Regions from separate parts of the Sus scrofa genome. Here region 2 is linked to region 1. The links are chromatin contacts, called in public HiChIP or PLAC-seq maps. All regions are on one chromosome and are shown on one strand. Each heading gives the region's core, a stretch centred on a gene start, on an enhancer-like site or on the middle of the called end of the contact. The rest is flanking DNA. Distances are from core to core; before and after follow the strand shown.

What was found. HiChIP or PLAC-seq counts read pairs in DNA pulled down with a chosen protein or histone mark.
Region 2: an H3K27ac HiChIP or PLAC-seq map of skeletal muscle shows a contact between it and region 1. The contact joins the enhancer-like site here to the promoter of AP2S1 in region 1. A contact is called at or near these places in 4 of 5 promoter capture datasets (fetal liver, fetal skeletal muscle and liver), 22 of 47 Hi-C or Micro-C datasets (adipose tissue, alveolar macrophages, blood and 12 more) and 2 of 2 datasets of contacts at active chromatin or transcription factors (alveolar macrophages and skeletal muscle).

What each region holds. Positions count from the first base shown.
Region 1 is chr6:52,701,728-52,706,973 of Sscrofa11.1, reverse strand. AP2S1 (adaptor related protein complex 2 sigma 1 subunit) reads left to right here and starts at 3,776. Exons shown (of 4, transcript NM_001244453.1): 1 at 3,776-3,932. The coding sequence starts at 3,930.
Region 2 is chr6:52,829,569-52,834,523 of Sscrofa11.1, reverse strand. All of the region lies in intron 5 of ARHGAP35 (rho GTPase-activating protein 35), which reads right to left. Among named protein-coding and RNA genes, the nearest start is that of NPAS1, 26 kb to the left of the region's middle. Within about 2 kb of position 3,618, at least 8 of the 83 cell types and tissues checked have an H3K27ac peak or open chromatin away from gene starts, as enhancers often do. A contact at or near this core is called in adipose tissue, alveolar macrophages, retroperitoneal adipose tissue and 1 more, where this site is marked.

The sequences.
Region 1 (5,246 bases), core at 2,527-5,026:
TAGCAGAAAGAAAGAAAGAAAGAAAGAAAGAAAGAAAGAAAGAAAGAAAGAAAGAAAGAAAGAAAGAAAGAAAGAAAGAAAGAAAGGAAGGAAGGAAGGAAGGAAGGAAGGAAGGAAGGAAGGAAGAAAGGAAGAAAGAAAGAAAGAAAAAGGGGGAAAAAAAAGGGAGAGAGAGGAAAAGAAAAAAAAGAAGGTAATATCGCTGCTATGAACAGTCCCGAACATGTGTTTTGATAAATATTTGTACTCATTTCTGCTAGGTATTTCGCTAGTACCTAAGAGCGAAATTGCTGGTCACATGGGATGCACATGTACTCCTTCCCCAGCCAGGTTCCCAAAGTGGATGTACCTATTCACATCCCTGGAGACATCCCCAAAGCCATGTATAAGAATTTCAGGAGTTCCTATCGTGGCTCAGTGGTTAATGAATTTGACTAGGAACCATGACGTTGTGGGTTCGACCTCTGGCCTCGCTCAGTGGGTTAAGGATCCTGCGTTGCTGTGGCTGTGGTAGGCTGGCGGCTACAGCTCTGATTAGACCCATATGCCGTGGGTGCGGCTCTGGAAAAGAAAAAGAAAGAAAGATAGAAGAAAAAAAAAAGCCTTCCCATCGTGGCTCAGCAGTTAATGAACCCAACCAACATCCATGAGGATGTGGGTTCAGTCCCTGGCCTTGCTCAGTGGGTTAAAGGATCCGGCAGGAGTTCCCATTGTGGCGCAGTGGTTAATGAATCCCACTAGGAACCATGAGGTGGCGGGTTCAATCCCTGCCCTTGTTCAGTGGGTTAACGATCCGGCGTTGCTGTGAGCTGTGGTGTAGGTTGCAGACACGGCTTGGATCCCGCGTTGCTGTGGCTCTGGCGTAGGCCGGTGGCTACAGCTCCGATTGGACCCCTAGCCTGGGAACCTCCATATGCTAAGGGAGTGGCCCAAGAAATGGCAAAAAGACAAAAAAAAAAAAAAAAAAAAAAAAGATCCGGCAATGCTGTGGGCTGTGGTTTAGGTCACAGACTCGGCTTGGATCTGGCATTGCTGTGGCTGTGGTGTAGGCTGACAGCTACAGCTCTGATTCGACCCCTAGCCTGGGAATCTCCATGTGCCACAGGTGCGGCCCTAAAAGAGACAAAAAGACAAAAAAAAAAAAAAAAAGAATTTCAGCTGCTCCACGTTTTCCCAAATACACTTGATATTGTCCATCTCTCTCGTTTTTTCGTTTTTTTTTTTTTTTCCCACCACTGCATGCAGCAGCTTTGATGTGGGATTTCACTTCCCAGACCAGGAACTGAACCAGGCCACTGCAGCAGTGAAAGTGCCGAATTCTAACTGCTAGACCACCAGGGAACTCCCTGTCCATCTTTTTTTAATTGGAAGTGCTGGGACTGGTCTTTTCTGTCTCAAGTTGTGGAATAACACCTCAGACTCCAAACCATCTGGGCCATGAGACTCCTTTTTCTATTTAGGGCTGCACCTGTGATATCTGGAAGTTCCAGGGCTAGAGATTGAATCAGAGCTGCAGCTGCCGACCTATACCACAGCCACAGCAACATGGGATCCAAGCTGCATCTGCGACCTACACCAGCTCAAGGCAACACTGGATCCTTTAACCCACTGAGGGAGGCCAGGGATCAAACCCGCATCTTCATGGATACTAGTCAGGTTCTTAACCCACTGAGCCACAGTGGGAACTCCCAAGCCATGTGACTCTTAAGAGCAGAGACAAAGTCTATTTTCCTGCTGGGACACTCAGTCTAACTCTGTCCCCAACTCTTCAGCTGGGCCAGGTGTCTCTGCTATAAGCAGTTGTGGTAGCCAGGCCTCCGAGAGGGACCGCTGCTGTTCTCACCTGGTGTTCAAGTCCCCTCCCACCTTGGACAGGGCAGTTCTGTGTACTGATAAGATATTGTGGAAATGACAGGGTGTGACTTTGGCCAGGTCATAAAAGACATTGCAGGCAGCTTCTGCCCTGCCCTTTCATGGGTCATTCACTCTGGGGGAAAATAGCTGCCGCATGAGGACACTCTGTGTCCTTGGGGAGAGGGCCACCTGGTGAGGAACAGAGTCCTGCCAACAGCCAGCATTAATCAACACACCCTACGAGTGAGCCACCTGGGAGTCAGATCCTTCAGCCCCAATTGAGCCTTCAAATGACTGCATTCCCAGCTGACATCTTTCTCTTTTTTTTCTTTCTTTTTCTTTTTTTTTTTTTTGGGAGGGGGGGCTGCACCCAAGGCATGAGGGATCCAACCTGAGCCACAGCAGCAACCAGGTCCTCAATCACTAGGCCACAAGGGAACTCCCCAGCTGATATCCTTTTTTTTTTTTTTTTTTGTATTTTCTAGGGCCGCACCCGCGGCATATGGAGGATCCCAGGCTAGGGGTTGAATCAGAGCTGCAGCTTCTGGCCTACACCACAGCCACAGCAACACCAGATCCGAGCCTCGTCTGCCACCTACACCACAGCTCATGGCAGGATCCTTAATCCACTGAACGAGGCTAGGGATCAAACCTGCGTCCTCATGGATACTAGTTGGGTTTGTTACCTCTGAACCACGACGGAACTCCTAATTTACCTTGCTTTCTTAGAGCAAGTCTCCCCTCAGTATCCATCCCTTTACTGAATGCTTACTATGTGCCACCATGTTCTAGGGGATGTAGATTGTTAACAGGTTCCCTGCCCTCAACGGAGGCAACACACACACAGAGACACACACCCCAAATAAAATCATTAACAGCTGTAAAAAGGCTTTAAAGAAATCTAACTGCTGACCTAGAGAATGTGGGGGGTCGAAGAGGGGAACTTCGTATGTTGGGTTCCCCCATATAGGACTGCGGAGGTGATGTTTAAGCCAAAGGAAGAAAAGAGGTCAGCGATCAAAGAAATGGGGGAAGGCAATTCCCATTGTGGCTCAGTGGTAAGGAACCTGACTAGTATCCATGAGGATGTGGGTTCAGTCCCTGGCCTTTCTCAGTGGGTTAAGGATCTGGAGTGGCTGTGAGCTGTGGTATAGGTTGCAGATGTGACTGAGATCCTATGTTGCTGTGGCTCTGACACAGGCAGCAGCTGCAGCTACTATTCAACCCTTAGCCTGGAAACTTCCACACACGGAGGGTGTGGCCCTAACAAACAAACAAACACATAACACATACTATATGTCCAGCACTGGGCTAAGTACTTTGGAAACTTACGGATGCTTTAAAACAACTCTACTGAGGTGACCCCTTGATCAACCGTCTTTTACAGTTAAAGAAGTTGAGTTAAGAGGTGAAGTTGCTGGCCCAGAGTCACACAGCTAGGAAATAAAGGCACGATTTGCATACAGTTCTGGCTTCCAAATTCATGCGCTTAAGCCACTGTCCCACATAAGTCGCTTAACATATTCTAAACAAAGTACTGGGTGACCATGCTCCCCCAACGTAGTTTCTTATTGATTGATTTTTAATTTATTTGTTTGTTATTAAAATACAATTAATTTACAGTGTTCTGCTAAAACAGCTATTCCCAGTACGTCCTTCTTGCCTTGTTGGGGGGGCGGTGGGAGGGAGAAGGAAGGCTGTCCGAACTACATTTCCTAGAGTGCAACCCTTGCCTTGCTGGCTGTCCAGCATTTCGGGAATTGTAGTCCTGCCAGGAGACATTCACCCACGGCTCCCAGAATGCATTTGGAGACCGAACCTTGCGCGAGGAAAAGGATAGTCGCGTAGCATGCTGGGACGCGGGACAGGCCCATTTCTCTGGCGTGCCGCTCAGACGAACGACCCCATTTCTTCGGACTACAATTCCCAGCCGGCTGTGCGCGAGAGAGGGCGGGCGAGTTCTTCTGCCGGAAGTCCGCTCTAGCCCCGGGTGCCCCAACAGCCGCCAAAGCCCGAGCCTCCCAGAAGCCGTGGGACCGGGGCCTCCCAGAAGCTGGGGTCGGACGGGGGTCGCCATGGTAACGGGGGCGCGCCCATACTGGGGATGGGCAGAGGGTGGGTCCATGTGCAGGTACTCGAGGCGCGGTGGGATACTGACAAGCCCCCCCGGCCGCGGTGCAATGGTCTGGGCCAGGCGGGGGCTCTCGAGATTGGGGCCGACCAAAGGCCGGGGAAGGGGACTGGGCGGCGGTTCTGGACGCCAGAGTGTAACGGGGCTCTCAAGGCTAGGGGGCTTTGGAGACCGGATGACAAGAGGAGGGGTCTGTGCGGGAGGGGACATTGGAGGTGGCTGAAGGGTTTTGAAACTGGCAGGCAACTCACGAAGAAGGATCTCCGAGGTGGGGAGAAGGAATTGGAGGTGGCGAGGGGGCATCCCAAGAAGAGAGCTCTCTGGGAGTGTGACCGGATAGTTGGAGAAGGATGGAAGACCTTCGGCTGGGAGAGACGGGGGTCTCTAGAGGCAGGAAGCTGACACTGCAGACGGAGAGGGGGTGTTGGAACTGGGCGGGATACTGCTGATGAAGGAGACAGAATTTCAAGAGGAAGAGACTGGACACTGGAAACGGGAAGTAGGCAACTGTAGGGAATGGGGCTTTAGAGTTAGGGAAAGCGTGCTAGAAAAGGGAGAAGGCTTGGCGTAGGGAGTGGATACTAGAGATGTGTGGGGAGCAGTGGAAGAGGTCACGGAGGGTAGGTAATAGGCACAGGAGTGCGAGAGATGGGGATGAGGCTTTGGGGGCAAGGACAAGCCACTGGATTTGGTACCCCTCCCCAGAGATGGGGAGACCTGACAGAGGGCATTGAAACCGAGAAAGAGGAAGTCGAAAGGGGACAGCTCTAGGGTAAGGGCTTGGAGACAGTAGGTTGGGGGACATAGAGCGGGGACATCCGAGGGTTGAGGGTGCAGGAGGGAAAGGGCTTCTGAGGGTGGATTCCCTGAAGTGGGGAGACTCTAATTGGGAGGAGAAACAGGAAGAGGTGCATGAGGGAACTGGGGGGGGGGTCAGAGGCAGAGCTCTCCCTCAGCTTTTCAGGCTTGCTTTTATCTCTGCCCTCAGTGTGCCCCATATTTCTCTGGCTCTGCCCCAGGCAGTGGCTGCCTGGTGTGGGTACCCCCACCTCCACCCCGTGCCCTCTCCCTGTCTCCCAGGACCCCTGCCTTGCTAGGAAGTGGTTTTCCCTGGCTCAGCAGACAGTGTTCTTGAAAGGAGACCATAATATCCTGTTCCCATCCAGCTTGATTGGTTGGGGAAGGAGGAATGGTGTGTGGAGAATGAGGCTTAGGGAAGAGAATGGACTCTATGAGAGGGTGGAGGCTGCCACACACACGT
Region 2 (4,955 bases), core at 2,369-4,868, 130 kb before region 1:
GTTCCCACTTGGTTTGGGGGTGTGGGCTCCTTTAGGATATACGGAAGCTCTGGGCCCTCGCCCACAAACAAACTGTATGTAAGTCTGCTTATGCTTCCTGGAGCTTCACAGACTCCCCAAAACCATCTATTCCCTAGGGAGTCTGGGGCCTGCCAGTTAAAAGCCTCTGTACTGGGTGATGCTCCTAGAGGGTCAGTCTGGGGGAAGCGGGTGTAAGGAGCCTCAAGCCAATCCTGGGAGGGCAGGTCGGCGGGGAGGTGGTACAGGGAGGAAGGGTGGTGTCTCTGACATCAACCAGCTGTATGATCTTAGGGAAGTGCTACATCTGAGCATCAGTCTCCCTGCCCATAAAAGGGGCTCAGGACAGTGTCTCCTTTACGTGGAGACACCATACCATGAAAGGAAGAGCTCACAGACACACACATAAAAAGCACCTGGGAGCAAGTCTGAGTTTCAGGGAACCAGTGGAAGAGGAGGCTGTAAAGATGCTGGGACGGAGCTACTGGGAACATTTGCTGGGAGGCTAATGAGCATGAAACTGGGCGAATGTTTTGACTTGAGAGCGTGGCTTGATAAAAACGGTATTTTGGCAACATCTGACTATTGAAAAATCACAGGAACTAATTATGTGGGGCCATTAACAGCTTTATTTCTCTGAACCCAAGATTTACAGTAAGGGTCCAACCTCAAGGGCATACTTTTTTTTTTTTTCTTTTCCTATTTTTATGGCTGCACACACGGCATATGGAAGTTCCCAGGCTAAGGGTCAAACTGGAGCTGCAGCTGCCAGCCTGTACCACAGCCACAGCAACGCAGGATCCTTAACCCACTAAGTGAGGCCTAGGGATTGAACCCACATCGTCATGGAGACAACGTTGGGTCCTTAATCCACTGAGCCACAACAGGAACTTCAAGGGCTGTGAGTTTCAAAACCCTTTACTATTAAGTTTCAATAACAAGTTTACTTAAAAGAAGTATACTGTTCTGGGGTGGGGGATGTGGATGAACAATTACACTGAAAACCAAAAGAAACACGTGCATGGCTCAGAGTCATAATAATTGTGCCCCCTTCCAGATGTGAGCTTGGCACAGGCCTCTCTTAGGTGCCCGTATAACAAAAAACACAGCTGTGTTTGTTTTAATTAAGTACTTGAATGGCAGCACCTTCATCTAAGAACGTGGCCTCGCCTGGCCTCACCAGTCCTCCTGGCTGGAGGCAGGAAATGGGGCTAATGATGCCACTGAAGCAGGATCCCAGAATTAGCAACATCAAAAGGCAGTACACGAACAAGAGCCCAAGAAGCAGCAAGACTGGTGTGCCTGGAGACCTTGCAAGTCAGTCATTTATTAATCTCTAGCCCTAGGTTGTCTCATCTGCAGATAGAAAGGGCAAGATGATAAGCTGGCATCCTGAATCATCTGGGATCATACATTCCTTTTGACAATCTGATAAAAGATACTGGTCTTCTCCATAGACTAAAATGAACACACAGAATTGATAAGCAATAAGGGGGGCTAATGAGGCCCTGAGGCCAAAAGTCCTTAGGCTCCGAGCCCCTGGACTGAGACAGAGTCAGATCTAGGGCCGCTTCTGGCACAAAAAACACAGGACAGGGTGTGTGCAGACTGACTGGCTGGACCAGAGGGATTCCAGAGAGGTGATGGTGGGATTGTGAGGTTGGTCATGAGAGCAAAGGGAAAAGATGTGGGGCAAAAATAAATGACACTATTTCTTTTTTCTTGCCTTTTTTTTTTAGGGCCTCACCCGTGGCACATGGAGGTTCCCAGGCTAGGGATCTAATAAGAGCTATAGCTGCCGGCCTACATCACAGCCACAGCAACGCGGGATCCGAGACGTGTCTGTGATCCACACCACAGCTCACGGCAACGCCGGATCCTTAACCCACTGAGCGAGGCCAGTGATCAAACCCACAACCTTATGGTTTCTAGTCAGATTCATTTCCGTTGCGCCATGACAGGAACTCCAATGACACTATTTCTTGAAGGCTGGGGTGAAACGCGAGGATGTGATGGAATGGGGAATTCAAAGCCGCTTTCTCTGTCTCCTGAAATCCCGGTCCTATCTGAGTCAAGCTCAGGTACTCCCTCCTCACTGCATTTTCTGCACTTCTAGCTCAGCTTGCCTCATGCTGCCTGGCAGCTGACTTCAACGTGTACCCTGGGAAGAGAGGGCAGGAACAATGTCTCCACATAGAAAGGTCGTGCCCACCCGGCCGCTCCCTAGTGGTACAGGATCTGGCTGCTCCTATTTTCTTTTTTTTTTGTCTCTTGTCTTTTTAGGGCCATATCCGTGGCATAAAGAGGTTCCCAGGCTAGGGGTCGAATCGGATCTACAGCTACCAGCCAACACCACAGCCACAGCAACGTGGGATCCAAGACGTGTCTGAGACCTACACCACAGCTCACAGCAACACCGGATCCTTAACCCACTGAGTGAGGCCAGGGATCGAACCTGCAATCTCATGGTTCCTAGTCGGATTTGTTAATCACTGAGCCACGACAGGAACCCCCTCCTATTCATTTCTGAATCTCTTACATATCACCTTGATTGTGGTAGGAAGATAACTGGTGAATAATCACAAAAATCTCTGTTTGGAGTTCCCGTCGTGGCGCAGTGGTTAACGAATCCGACTAGGAACCATGAGGTTGCGGGTTCGGTCCCTGCCCTTGCTCAGTGGGTTAACGATCCGGCGTTGCCGTGAGCTGTGGTGTAGGTTGCAGACGCGGCTCGGATCCCGCGTTGCTGTGGCTCTGGCGTAGGCCAGTGGCTACAGCTCCGATTTGACCCCTAGCCTGGGAACCTCCATATGCCGCAGGAGCGGCCCAAGAAATGGCAAAAAGACAAAGAAAACAAAACAAAACAAAACAAAACAAAAAAAAAAAAACCACAAAAAACAAAAATCTCTGTTTGTAGGCACAATTTCAGCAGTGTTCAATATTATGAAATTCCAGAGGCTAACAAAACAATTTGACAGTGACCTTGATATTTGTTGTGATAGGATTTGACACCATTTCCAAGCCCTGAACACACGCAGACACAACAGCTCCTATGTATTAAGTGGAAAGAGCTGGTCAAGTTGATGTTGCTATGGAAACCCAGCCAGGCTGGGAATAGCTACTTTTAGGCATGAAAATCTTTGTTCCATAATGTCCCTTAACACTAACTCTGGCATTGCCTGGCTCAGATAAACCCACCCTCTGACACATACAGCCCCACTCTTCACTCAACTGCTCTGGCTGTGACAGGTGCCGTGTTGGTGAGATACACTCCTCTCGATCAGGTTCAAGACCACAGAGCTCCAGCTGACTAGTTTTGGGCACAGGAAACACACAATAGGAAGCGGAAGCGGAAAATCTCCACCCTTTCCAGGCTCCAGTAGCAGCAAGAAGCTCCCTTCCTAATGAGTGGAAGTCAGCGGAAGCTACTATAGGAAGGGCAGCTGATGCCCCATCAATAACATCTTCCTCTCCTGCCTTCCACAACCCTCCAAAAACAAAAAGATGCTATGTCAGCAATTCCCGCAGAAACAATGGGATTCTACTGGGTGCCAGGACTCTGCTAGCCTCTAGATGGCGCCAAGTCAAGACAAATGCTCTCAGGAATCTTCAGGCTTCTGGCCCATACCTTCTCTTCCTAACAAGCTTAGCTTAGGTGGAAAGGCTCAGGATGGAGATTCCTACATTTCCCATCTGAGCCAGGCTGGAGCCTGCAGGAGAAGTGATTGCTGAGAGGACGTTTATTTTTGGATGGCAGGATCAGAGCAGAAGCTGGCACCTTGTCCCTGCTTCCAGCTCATCTGGGAGAAATCCAGACTCCTGCCCTGGGAAGGGAGATGGGAAGGAAGGCCAGGGAACCCTATGACAGTGCCAGGGAACTGTGTGCTTCTGCCCCATCCCCATGGGCTTGGATAAGCTCAGAAGCTGTGAATGATTTCAATCAGCTAAGACTGTTGTGTATAAAATATGGTGAAGGCGGCACCCAGATTGTGGAAACAAATACCAGGGAAATGCAGACCCCAGAGTGGTTACTCTAGGGGCCCTGCAAGCCCTGGCTCCACAGTTCAGGGTTGTGCTTCTGTCAGCATCTCAATTTCCCAAAGCCGCTGAGAATGTATATAACCCAGGACTTAAAAGACTGTGAATTTGTGACCTCCTCTAAATTTCCGCTCACGCCATCAGCCTTTTAAGTAAATCATACATGCTTAAATCTTCCTCTTTTGAGGTGGGTGGTAGCAAGATAAAACTAGTGTCCTGGGATCTGAGGGGACACACTCCATTTCCACTTCCCCACCCCCTTGGCCACTAGCAAGGACATCCCCTTCTGAAGCTGCACAGCAGTGGTGGCTTCTGGGGTCTTAATCCATCAGAGGTACAAAGTAGGGAGGCTGCCTTGGGCTAAAAAAGCTAGAAAGTGCCACCCTGAGTAAAGCTCTGAGAGGTCAGGCCCTCTCTGCAGCACTATGCAAGGTCTGAGAAAGGCTGCCCAGTGGGAAGGTTCCCACATGTGGACAAAGGCCTATGGAGAGAGGGGAGACTGGGGCAGAAAGAGCTGTCAGGGCAGGCGGGATGGCATGAAAGGTGACCTCTAAAACCAGAGGTGCTGGGAGTTCCCTTTGTGGTACAGCAGGTTAAGGATCTGGTGTTGTCACTGCAGCAGCTAGGGGTGCTGCTGTGGCGTGGGTTCGATCCCTGGCCTGTGAACTTCTACATACCAAGAATGTGGCCAAAAAACCCCCCCAGACAACACTCCCCAACCAGAGGTGCCAACTTGCTGCAGCCTCAAGTGATCTGGCCAGGGCCACTGGAGCTGCCCCCTTCCCTCAAGGAGATGGCTTCCTCAGAGGCTATCTGACCCCAGGCCACATGTTAAATGCCTTCTGTGAGAGATGGGAGCAGATGGGTGGGTGAGAAGAAGGGAAAGTAAGCCCTGCCAT